Linked DNA regions of Sminthopsis crassicaudata: region 2 is linked to region 1. The links are chromatin contacts, called in public Hi-C maps. All regions are on one chromosome and are shown on one strand. The core of a region is the stretch at or near the end of the contact, and the rest is flanking DNA. Distances in the headings are between cores, read along the strand shown.

Evidence for each region. Hi-C and Micro-C count contacts between places; a contact is called where the count stands out from the background.
Region 2: a contact with region 1 is called in a Hi-C map of hippocampus, with 2.3 times the contacts expected there. The contact joins the promoter of LOC141552899 here to the promoter of NSFL1C in region 1. A contact is called at or near these places in 2 of 2 Hi-C or Micro-C datasets (fibroblasts and hippocampus).

What each region holds. Positions count from the first base shown.
Region 1 is chr2:453,897,856-453,903,297 of ASM4859323v1, reverse strand. NSFL1C (NSFL1 cofactor) reads left to right here and starts at 3,222. Exons shown (of 9, transcript XM_074292881.1): 1 at 3,222-3,380; 2 at 4,875-4,972. The coding sequence starts at 3,279.
Region 2 is chr2:454,039,891-454,045,354 of ASM4859323v1, reverse strand. LOC141552899 (signal-regulatory protein beta-1-like) reads left to right here and starts at 3,890. Exons shown (of 5, transcript XM_074284818.1): 1 at 3,890-4,290. The coding sequence starts at 3,890.

The sequences.
Region 1 (5,442 bases), core at 1,973-4,472:
ATTGGAACAAAAGGCTTGGCAATTGTCGATGCTGTAAAATTACCCATACATATATCTTGTAAATAACAAGCTATAATAAGAGTAAATAAATAAATAGACAAAGAAAAAAAAAAGACTATTACCTGGAAAAGGCTGTGTCATCAGTCAGTAAGTCAATAAACATTTGTTAAGTACCTACTATGTGCCAGACTTTGTGCTAAAGGATAGCTTAGTTAGTAACAGAGTCTCATATGAAAAAGTGTTCCAAATCACTATTGATCAGAGAAATGCAAATTAAGACAACTCTGAGATACCACTACACACCTGTCAAATTGGTGGAACAAATAATGATGAATGTTGGAGGGGCTGTGAGAAAACTGGGACACTGATGCATTGTTGGTGGAGTTGTGAATGAATCCAACCATTCTGGAGAGCAATCTGGAACTATGCTCAAAAAGTTATCAAAATGTGCAAACCCTCTGACCCAGCAGTGCTACTACTGGGCTTATATCCCAAGGAAATACTAAAGAAGAGAAAGGGACCTGTATGTGCCAAAATGTTTATGGCAGCCCTTTTCATAGTGACTAGAAACTGGAAACTGAGTGGATTCCCATAAATTGGAGAATGGCTGAATAAATTGTGGTATGTGAATGTTATGGAATATTATTGTTCTGTAAGAAATGACCAACAGGAGGAATGCAGAGAGGCTTGGAGAGACTTACATGAACTGACGCTGAGTGAAATGAGCAGAACCAGGAGATCATTATACACTTCAACAGCAATACTGCATGAGGATGTATTCTGATGGAAATGGATATATTCAACATAGAGAAGATCTAATCCAATTCCAATTGATCAATGATGGACAGAATCAGCTACACCCAGAGAAGAAACACTGGGAAATGAGTGCAAATTGTTTGCATTTTTGTTTTTCTTCCCAGGTTATCTTTACCTTCTGAATCTAATTCTTCCTGGGCAACAGCAAAAAAAAAAAAAAATTAATTTGGTTCTGTATACATCTATTGTATCTAGGATATACTATAACATATCTAACATGTATAAGACTGCCTGCCATCTAGGGGAGGAAGTGGAGGGAAGGAGGGGGAAAATTCGGAACAGAAGGGAGTGCAAGGGATAATGTTGTAAAAAAAAAAAAAAAAAATTTACCTATACACATGTACTGTCAAAAAAATGTTATAATTATAAAAATTAATTTAAAAAATAAAAAATATAAATAAATAAAAATAAAAAGGACATTTCATGAAAAAAAAAAAAAAGTTCTTTCATCTGAATGGTTAAAAAGTCCTTTACCTATTAGGAAATTGTTCCCTCTTAGTTGAAGGAAGATTCCTTTAACTTTTACCTACTCTTCCAAGCATTCAACAAACATGTATGGTATGCTGAGATCTTTGCTGATTACTGGAAGAAAATTAGATTAGACATTGATTAGAGGAAGATCAAGCAGATAGGGGCAGAGTAGAGAGAGGGCCAGACCTGAAGTCCAGACCACCTAATTTCAAATAAGGCCTCAGATACTAGCTGTGTGACCCTGGGCAGGTCACAAGAATTCTGAAATGACTGAACAATAAATAATAGCAATAACAAAAAATCTGATCAGTGTTCAAAAGGAGGAAAACAAACAGGAATGCAGATCACCATAATACACATGCCTTCTTGAATCTGTTGTCAAGCTCCAGCTAGCTGACCTTCCTAACATCGCTCACATACAGTCATGCTATCTTCTGACATACATATCCTTGTCATCTCATGCCTAAGCTATTAAAATGGCCTCCTTTTTTACCTCCTGTCTCAAATCTCTTTCCACTCAGCTATTAAAACAATCTTCCTAAATTGCAGATCTAACCATGTCACTCTCTTATTCAAAAAACTTATTTGAGACACTAAAAGTATCTCCCTGTTGTTACTATGATCAGAGATAAAATCTTGTTCAGCTTTTAAGGCCCTTCCCCTCTTGTCCTGTTCCTGCCTTTCCTGAGACCTCACTCCTCTCCGCAGATGAATGATGCATTAGCCGGCTCCGCGTTGAGGCATTTTCACCGGCTGAAATTTTCATTCATTCATTGGCATCTTCCATTTCCGAAGTCCCAGCTCTTCTGCTTCCTGGTTTCCTTCAGGTCTCAGCTAAGATTCCACCTTCTGCACCCCCCCCCCCCCCGGGGATTATGTCCTGTATGTATCTAGCAATATAGTTTTTGATTGTCTCTGTGGTTGTGAGTTCTAAAGACAAGGGCAAAATTGGCCTTTCTTTGTATTCCCATGTGGTTGGCAAAGTCCCAGGCAGATAGAAGGTGCTTAATAAATGCATGTTAACTTATAAAAACCTCATTACATGTGTGCAAAAGTTATAGTGGATGGAGTGGCTGTGTTTGGGCTAAAAGCGAGGATCAAAGGGAATCGGGATTTTGCTGGGAAGGACGGTAGGAAAGAAAACTCGAGGAGAAAGAATTTGGGTTGATTTTGGAAAACTACTTGGATGGAGTCTCAGAGGTTTCTAGAAGGGTGACGGGAACCCCACAGGAGGATAAATGGACATATCCCGTTCTGGAACGCTGGCAGGCTTAATTCTTGATTCTTTAAGCGCGCTGGCGGGAAGGCTCTGCTTTCCTCAGTGATTCTTGTACGTCCCTCGGGGGCGGGGGAGGAAGGGGTTCTCATTTTGAAATGGGGTGCTTTCACCTCGAATAACCAGACTGAAGAGCAAGGGTCAGCATTAACCTTGCCCTCACCTTCCCTGACTGGACTTTCGTGAGCACGAGTGGAGCACTATCCTGGAGCACTCCAGGGTCCCGTTTGAGGACTTCCCGAATCATGCATAGAGATATTTCTCACGAGGAGGAAAGTTAATAACGCGCGCCGTGTCTGAGCTGACAGTCTAGTCCAGTTGGCTCCTTTTATAGGTAGGGAAACTGAGTTGGGGGGGAGGGGTGCCCCACAGAGGCAGGAATGAGTATTACGCTCGAGCTCTCCAAAGTCGCTTCCAGTTCTGACAGCCTGTGATTCTGGGATGCTCCCCTAAATGGAGAGGGATGCAATAACCAACCTAGCTAGGTCATCAGTGGCCTGGAGAGTACCACGAGACTGAAGTTACTTCGAGAGACCCACCAGGGGGCGCAGTGAGGTCCGAGAGACCGCGGGCGTTTCCCACACGGAGGGCATTGTGTGGGACACCACGCGCGGCCCAGGGCGGGAGGGGGCGGGGCTGCGGCCGGAACGCCGCGGCGGGGGCGGGGGCAGCGCGGTGCCGGCCGGAGCGGTTTGGGCGGCGCACCGAGGGCAAGATGGCGGAGCGGCAGGAGGCGCTGAGGGAGTTCGTGGCGGTGACCGGGGCCGAGGAGGACCGGGCCCGCTTCTTCCTCGAGTCAGCCGGATGGGACCTGCAGGTAGCAGCGGGGCTGGCGCGAGCGGGCGAGCGGGCGGACGTGGGGCCGGGGCGGGCAGGAGAGGCCGCAGCGACCGAAGCGCAGAGTCATCGGGGGCTAGGGGAGGCCGGGCCGGACTGGGAGGAGGTGATGGGGCGGGGGCGGGGACCCTCGGCTCCGGTCCCAGGCCCCGCCCCCATCCTCGACCCTCACCCTCTACTGGGAGCCCCAGGCCGAGCCGGCTCCGGGACAGCGTCTCCCCGGGAGACGGCGGGACGCGCCTGCCTGTGGGAGTGCTTCTCTGGGCTTCGTCTACGTCTAGGGACGAGCAGGCCTGACCCAGCCCAGAGACACACACGTACACGCCCCGACAAGGCCACGGAGACGCGGGGTGCATATGTGTGCGTGCGTGTGTGCGACACGAGCCGTGCACGAGGGGCAGAGGCACCCGTCTGCACTGACATTGCAGGGACACACACATGGACACTCGGGCGGGCGCCCACCGCCCTCCGGCCCACGCAGATGCTGACACACCGCAGCGTCACTGACGCAAACACAAACACTGACAGGCAGGAAAGCCGAGTGACAGGCCCTCGGGACCCCGACTTCCTCCTGGAGAGATCCGGGCTGCTTGTACACTCGCGATGATAATCCCCATGACCGCAGCGCTGTTACGTTGGCCGGTCCTTTAGCCCCAACCACCCTCTGAAGGAGGTAGTGCAAATATTCTCTCCATTTTGCAGATAAGAAAACTGAGGCTGACAGTCTATGACCTGCCCAGGGCGCACATCTAGTAACATCTTCCGCCTGAGTCCAAGACCGCCTCAGCCCTGATGGCCACCCTCCCCTCAGCCATGCTAATTCACTCACCCTCTCCTCCCCACCCTCCTTCGCTTTCTCACCTTTTACCACAGCCCTTCAAAGAATTCATACTGATTTCCAGGGTAGCTTTTAGGGGCTGTCCGCGTTTACCCCACAGCCTCAGCCTAGGCTGGCTTAAGGAGCTCCACGTAGTTCAAGGTTTTAGTTCAAGGTTTCTTCAGCCTTCCCCCCCCCCCCCCTTTTCTTGGTGGCAATTCCCAATAAAGAGACACAAAATTTCCTCCAGGAGTAGTTAGTGGGGAAAGCTGGCCCAGTTTAAATACCCATTAAGACAGTTCTTAAATTGCCCTGAATTGAAATATTTTCCTCCCCACTTCGAATTTCGAACAACACTGTTTTAAGTTTGATCTGGCCCAGTCACTACTGTCTGTGTCCTCTGTATAATATGTCCTATCAATTGGAATCTGTGTTTGTGATGATAGATTGTCGCAGGTGGTTGGCACCTTAGAAGTCTGTTTAGGCTTTTACAGAAGAGAAAACTTAAAGCTGCTTCTTAGTCTCTTCAATAAATCTGTACCACCAGAATACGAATTATATTTCTCTCTGGTGTTTCTGACTTACACCCAAGTAAATGAAATGAAAACATCCGGTAAATGAAGGACTGTTTCTAAGGGGCCCGTGACTCTCTTTCAGATTGCCCTGGCCAGCTTTTATGAGGATGGAGGTGATGAAGACCTTGTTTCACTTTCCCAGCCAACACCCAGCTCAGTGTCCAGAGGCACAGCCCCCAGGTAAGTACCAGTTTCTGATCTTATCAATCCATACTGAATGAATTAGTTTTACAGGTCACTTATTGTGTTCCTGATAAAGTCTATGTTCCTCATCCTAGTATCAAAGACTCTATAACTTACAGTCATTTCCAACATTGCTTTCTTAGGCAAACTCTGTGCCCAGACAGACTCTGCTATTTCCCATTCTTTAATATGTCCTAAGTTTCTCCTTTGTTTCAAACTGTCTTCCTTTCCTAGGAGCCTATTATCACCATGAATTGTTCCCCTTCCTTCCTCCAAACATAAAGATTTTCACTGCTGCCCATTAAAATTTTATCCCTTCTTTAAGTCTTAATTCCCCTGACACTTCCTTCATGAAATCTTTGCTGTCTTCAGCATGCTGGTATGATCTTTACGTCTCACTTATGGATTTTAACTCTTTGTCTTATTTTATTTAGCCTTTTAAACTATAACTCTAAAGAGAAAGAATG
Region 2 (5,464 bases), core at 2,641-5,140, 140 kb before region 1:
AGCCCTTTCCACTGAGAGCAGAGGGACTTGTGATTGATTCCAATTCTCCTAAGCAGAAGATACACTGTCCAGCTATACAGAAGAAACACCAAGTAGCCATGGAAATGTCCAGGCTTCTCCCTATGCCTGGTTCTTGTTTTCTTTCTTTGTTGATGACTCTGCTCCTTGGCCTTTCTGGTGAGTGGGGATCCCAAGAACAGAACAAGGTCCTACAGGACTGGTCAGATCCTAGGTAGGATCCTTAGGGTGTATTACAGAGGTTTATGGCACATCTGGATAGATTAAGCCCTGAACCTGTGGGTGACAGGGAATAGTTCAAAGCCAATGAAATCCTAAAAAGGATTAGAAAATATTTACAGGCATACTTTAAATAGAGCTTGCCATTTTCTATTATACATTTTATGCGATCATTTTCTCCCAAAAGCCCAGTAAAAATGAATTATTATTCCTGTTTTTGAGATGGGGAAGATGAAGCTCCTAAAGCTGTCAGAGCTGGGGTTCCAACCTTTAAATCAAATTCTTCTTGGCCCAAGTCTAGTGGATGTTCTGCTATGGTTAGATGCATCCATTATCAGTATTTCAGGAACTTTCCACAGACAACTTGGAAATTTCTGAGTATTCTGTGTTGACAAAGGTAAATGGAGGAAGTTTGGCAGAGTGGTAAAAGCTCTGATATAAGGATCAAAAGCCCTGAGGTTTTGCCATTCTGCTATTAACTCAATGCCTTCATTTTGATGAGTCACTAAACCTCTTGGGATCTGTTCCCTTTTCTATAAAATGAGAGAATAAGGTTAGGTAACAACACTAATGAATGAGCAGCCTCTGATATATTTAAGGTACCTTATAATTTATAATATTTAACACAATGATCCTAGGAAATCAATAGTGGAAACATAATCATTTTTTTTTCACTTATGAGAAAACTAAGAAGTTAAGGAAGTTGTCCCATACCATATAACTCTAAGGTGATAAAGCTGAAACTTAACTCCAATTCCTCTGACATGATCTTTAAGATTCTTTCCAATTCAATTAACTGAATATTTTTTAAATATCTATTTTATATAAAGTCTTGGTTTAGGTGCTAGGATTACAAAGATGTAAAACCACTTGTTCTTTCTTTGTCATGGTTTATCGTTTTGTTCTGATTTTTCTCTCCCAATCTGACATATGGAAAATAGTATTAAATAAATAAATAAATAAAAATATGTTTATTTCCCATTATCCAGTAGATGACATTATGTTGGGAAAGAATTATAACACATATATCAATCAATATAATAAATGTAGAATGTTATTATGGCAGGAGACATCCAGATAAGGTGTTCTAGGTAATGTGGAAGGAAGGCTTTCTCCACTTCTTCATCCTCCTGAGCCCCAGATAACCACCTAAAACACACCTCTCTTCTCTATAGTCACTTCTGGTTTTTTCCAGCTTCCTCACTAATCCCTGCTATCCTCTTTTATCCACCATTTTCTTTCCCCTCTTTCATTGACTTTTGGATCCTATGTTTCTTAGCTAGATCCCAATGACAGTGGTCTAAAAATCCCTATCTTTCCTCCTCTTTCTGCTGTCTCTTTACCATTTAACTCTAGTCAAATAGCCTTAGGTAGGAAGTACCTGGGAATCTTCAAGTTAATTCATTTCAGTAAACATATTAGATGCTCACTCTATAATGGATGGCATATAGAAACTGGAATTGGGAAGATCTGAGATCAGTTAGAAGACCTGACTTTAAATCCTATCTCAGTTGCTTGCTAGCTCTGTGACCTTGGATAACTTTTTACCTTCCATGTGTCTTAGTTTCTTCACTTGTGGAAACAAAACTTGTCCCACCAGGTTGTTGTGAACTGTTTTGCAGACCTTTAAGTTCTATGTAAAGGCTAGTTATTATTGTTACTAATATTATTACTGTGTTCAAGATACTGTCCTTAGTAATGAGCTTTTAATGATGAGAAATAATACAGTCCCTATTTTCAAGAAGTTTACCTTCTTCTAAGTTCTTACCTTCTAGAAAGGACAAGTCATTTATCTACAAAAGAGTAATACAAGGGTGACCATATAGTGATTGGCATACTATATATATATACATATATATATATATATATATTCAAGAAATGGCTAGATGAATCAATAAATGAATAGCTGAATGACAAAAAAAAACAGTGGGAAAGAGAGTCAAACAAAATAGTCTAAAATATGAAGAAGGAGAATTTGGGGAGAGCTGGGGAATTTGGGAAAAGTTCATTGAAGATTGTGGTATTTGAGTTGAACCTTACATGAAGAGAAAGTCTTCAGTAGTTTGAGAAAAAGAGTGAGTACTTTTTGGGCATTGGGTATAGCTTGTGATAAAAGATGCAAAGAATTGGAAAATGGCTGGAAAAGATCAGAGAATAGTTACATGGAGAGCATGAATTGAATAGTGTTAAATTAGCGTGCAGAAATTGGAGACAGATTGTGGGAGGTCTTAAATGCCAGTCTGGGCAATGAGGTGATAAGAGTGTGTTTCATGCTAGAGGCAAAAGGGAATCACTTAATACTTTTGATCAGATGAGTGTCTCAATCTGACCATAGTCTTTTCATGGCCCGCATGGTATTCCTGTTAATTCATATTTGATCCTTACTATCTGTATGACTTTGGGTAAGTTATTGCTCTTCTCTGGATCTTCTCTAGGAATGGTTGGACTAAATGACTGTCAAGTTTTCTTCCAGCTCAAAATTTTGTGACAATAGTACAAACCAAGTGGCCATTGAGAGTCTCTCTTGTATACTGATTCTTCCTTGGCCTCCCTTACTCTGCTCCTGAGTATTTGCAATAAAATAGCTAGATGGCTCATTCAAGGCTGGTAGTGAAGAAGGGAGGCCCCAACATTCTCCATCAACAATAAATTTAGAACCTTATGAGCATATTCTAAAGAGATGAGAAAATTTTGTGGTAAATGTCTTGTGATCTGTGCAAAAATGAAAAGATCTTCTATCCCAATATAGTGCTAATAATCAAAGACCTAGAAGAGGAGATAAAAATCACAAGAGAATAGAATGAGGCACATATCATCCCAGTCATCTGGTTTGCTCCTGGAATTATATTCTATATGAGGATAATGTCAGTGATCCTACAGAGGAAGAGCTTCCAATTGAATTTGTTCAACTATAAGAAGTAATTTTAATTACCTGTGCAGTAATCCACAAAATACTAAAAGTAAATGAATGAGGGACATCACTGACCTCTATCTGAATGCCATCAAAAGTAATGATTAGATTTTCAAATAATTATAATGAAAAAGCAACAAAAATAATATAATTACTCATTTACATAACACTTTAAAAGTTTAAAAGTGATTTTCATGTATTTTTCATTAGATCCTCACAATAAAATTTTGAAGAGGCTAAAGGAAGTACTATTATCCTCATCTTACTGTGAAGAATGAGATTAAATGGCTTGTCAATCTTACACATTAATTATTGGAGGCTGGATTCAAAATCAAGTCTTACCTGATTTTGAGTCCAATGCTTTCTTTCCAAAGAAGTTCTTCAATCAATAAATCTTTATTTCATATTGACTATGTAGCTTGAAGACAAAGAAAGACAAGAAGCTCTGTCTTCCTGGCACTTATGTTTCCATGGTCAAGAGAGAAACAATATAGATCCATAATAGTCATAGAAAATATGCCCAAAATAAATACAAAGTCAGTTGACATTAACAGAGACTTGGATAATGAGTTTGTAGCAGAGATGGTGCTTAAACTGAAATCAAATGTGTTTGCATCATGTCATCCCTGGTTCCAGAATTATATGCCTTCTCCTTGACTCCATGTCAGTTTGCCTTCTCCTCTCTACCTCAAGTATCAGGATGCTCAGACTAGACAAAGACACTTAGGCTCAAATTTTAAGATGATCCGGACAGAAAAACAATGTCAAATCTCATCTTTCCTTGCAGGAACCGGAGGCCAGGAAGAGGTCCAAGTATTACAGCCTGATGATCATGTTTCTGGGATAGAGGGAGGCACTATTCTTCTGCACTGTATGGTATTTGGTTTTCCACTACCAGGACCAGTGAAATGGTTCAAGGGCAAAGAGCCCCAGAGAGAAGAAATTTTCAATTTCAAAGGAATTATCAATCACCGAATAAAGGCAATAGACTTTTCTAAGAGCAACACAAATTTCTCCATCAGCATTAGCCACATCACCCCAGAGGACTCGGGCACCTATTACTGTGTGAAGTTCAGAAAGGGGATTACTGCTGTCAAAGAATTTAAATCTGGCAGTGGCACCAAGCTCACTGTGAAGGGTAAGTAAAAAGCCTTGAGACTCCTATCTTTGTCCTGCTAAAAAAAATCCCAGACTCAAGACTCAGGACTTTGCCCAGCGAGGGCTCTCTAGTTTTTTCTTGAGGCTGAGGAAAGAAAGTCGTAGGACAGGGGAGGTTCCAGCTTCAGAACAAGGTGCCCCCAAACTAGGACAGTATGAAAGATCCAGCCTTGGGCCTTATTCCTCCTTGACTATATACCAGCTTTCAAGGTGCTGGCTCCCCTTAGAAACATCCAAGGATCATTAATGTTTCCTTTTTAAGGCTTTTTGTCTTTTATTTTTCTTAACTTTCACTGATCACTAAAGCCAAGTCTAAGGAACTAACCTCCTTGTGTGGAAAAGATTGGTATCTTTCATCCCACAACACTTTTGCTGCTTTTATAATCCCTCTTCTAAGCTCTTTGATCCTTTATGTCATTTGAAGATTACCTGAGTGAATAAGGAACCTTCCTGATTTAATATATTTCTAGGATCAGAGACCAACAACACTAGTTGCCTAATCTAGTATTGGCTCTCTTTTCCTTACTCTAGACAATATAAGTAGGATATCTGATAGTTATGTAAGAAGTGAGAAAGTATATGTTTATCCATAAAGTGTTATTACAACTGCATGAGCTTATTTGGCAGAAAATCAAGAAGTAGGAATCCCACACATCCATTTTTGTAGATATGGTGCTTCATCCTAATGAGCAAAAGTGCTATAAAGTGCTATAAAGAATACACAGCCTTCAAGTTTTCTATTTCCTCTCATCAAATCTAGATATGATGATTAAATTTATCCAATCAAAATGATCTCCGTATCTCCTAGACTACTAGAAACATCAACACTCCTCTAAACATGCTCTATTTCACTGAATGCTAATCAAGTGGTTTTGACATTAAGGAAATGATTTGCCCTGGAAGATGGATATTTTTAGATACTTTGGGCAGCATGTTCCTCTTGAAGGTTAAAAAGATTAGAAAACTCTCTCTTTTTTCTCTTTCTCTGAATGTGAATATATAGAGATAGAGATATAAATATACAAACACAAAACATATACTGTAGGGTTTTGTACTCTGAGAGACTCGGAATATCCATAGATGTTACATAGGTTATTCTGAATCCCAGAATTTTAATAAATGAATATTTCAGTTTGCTCTCTTTCTGTATCTGTACTT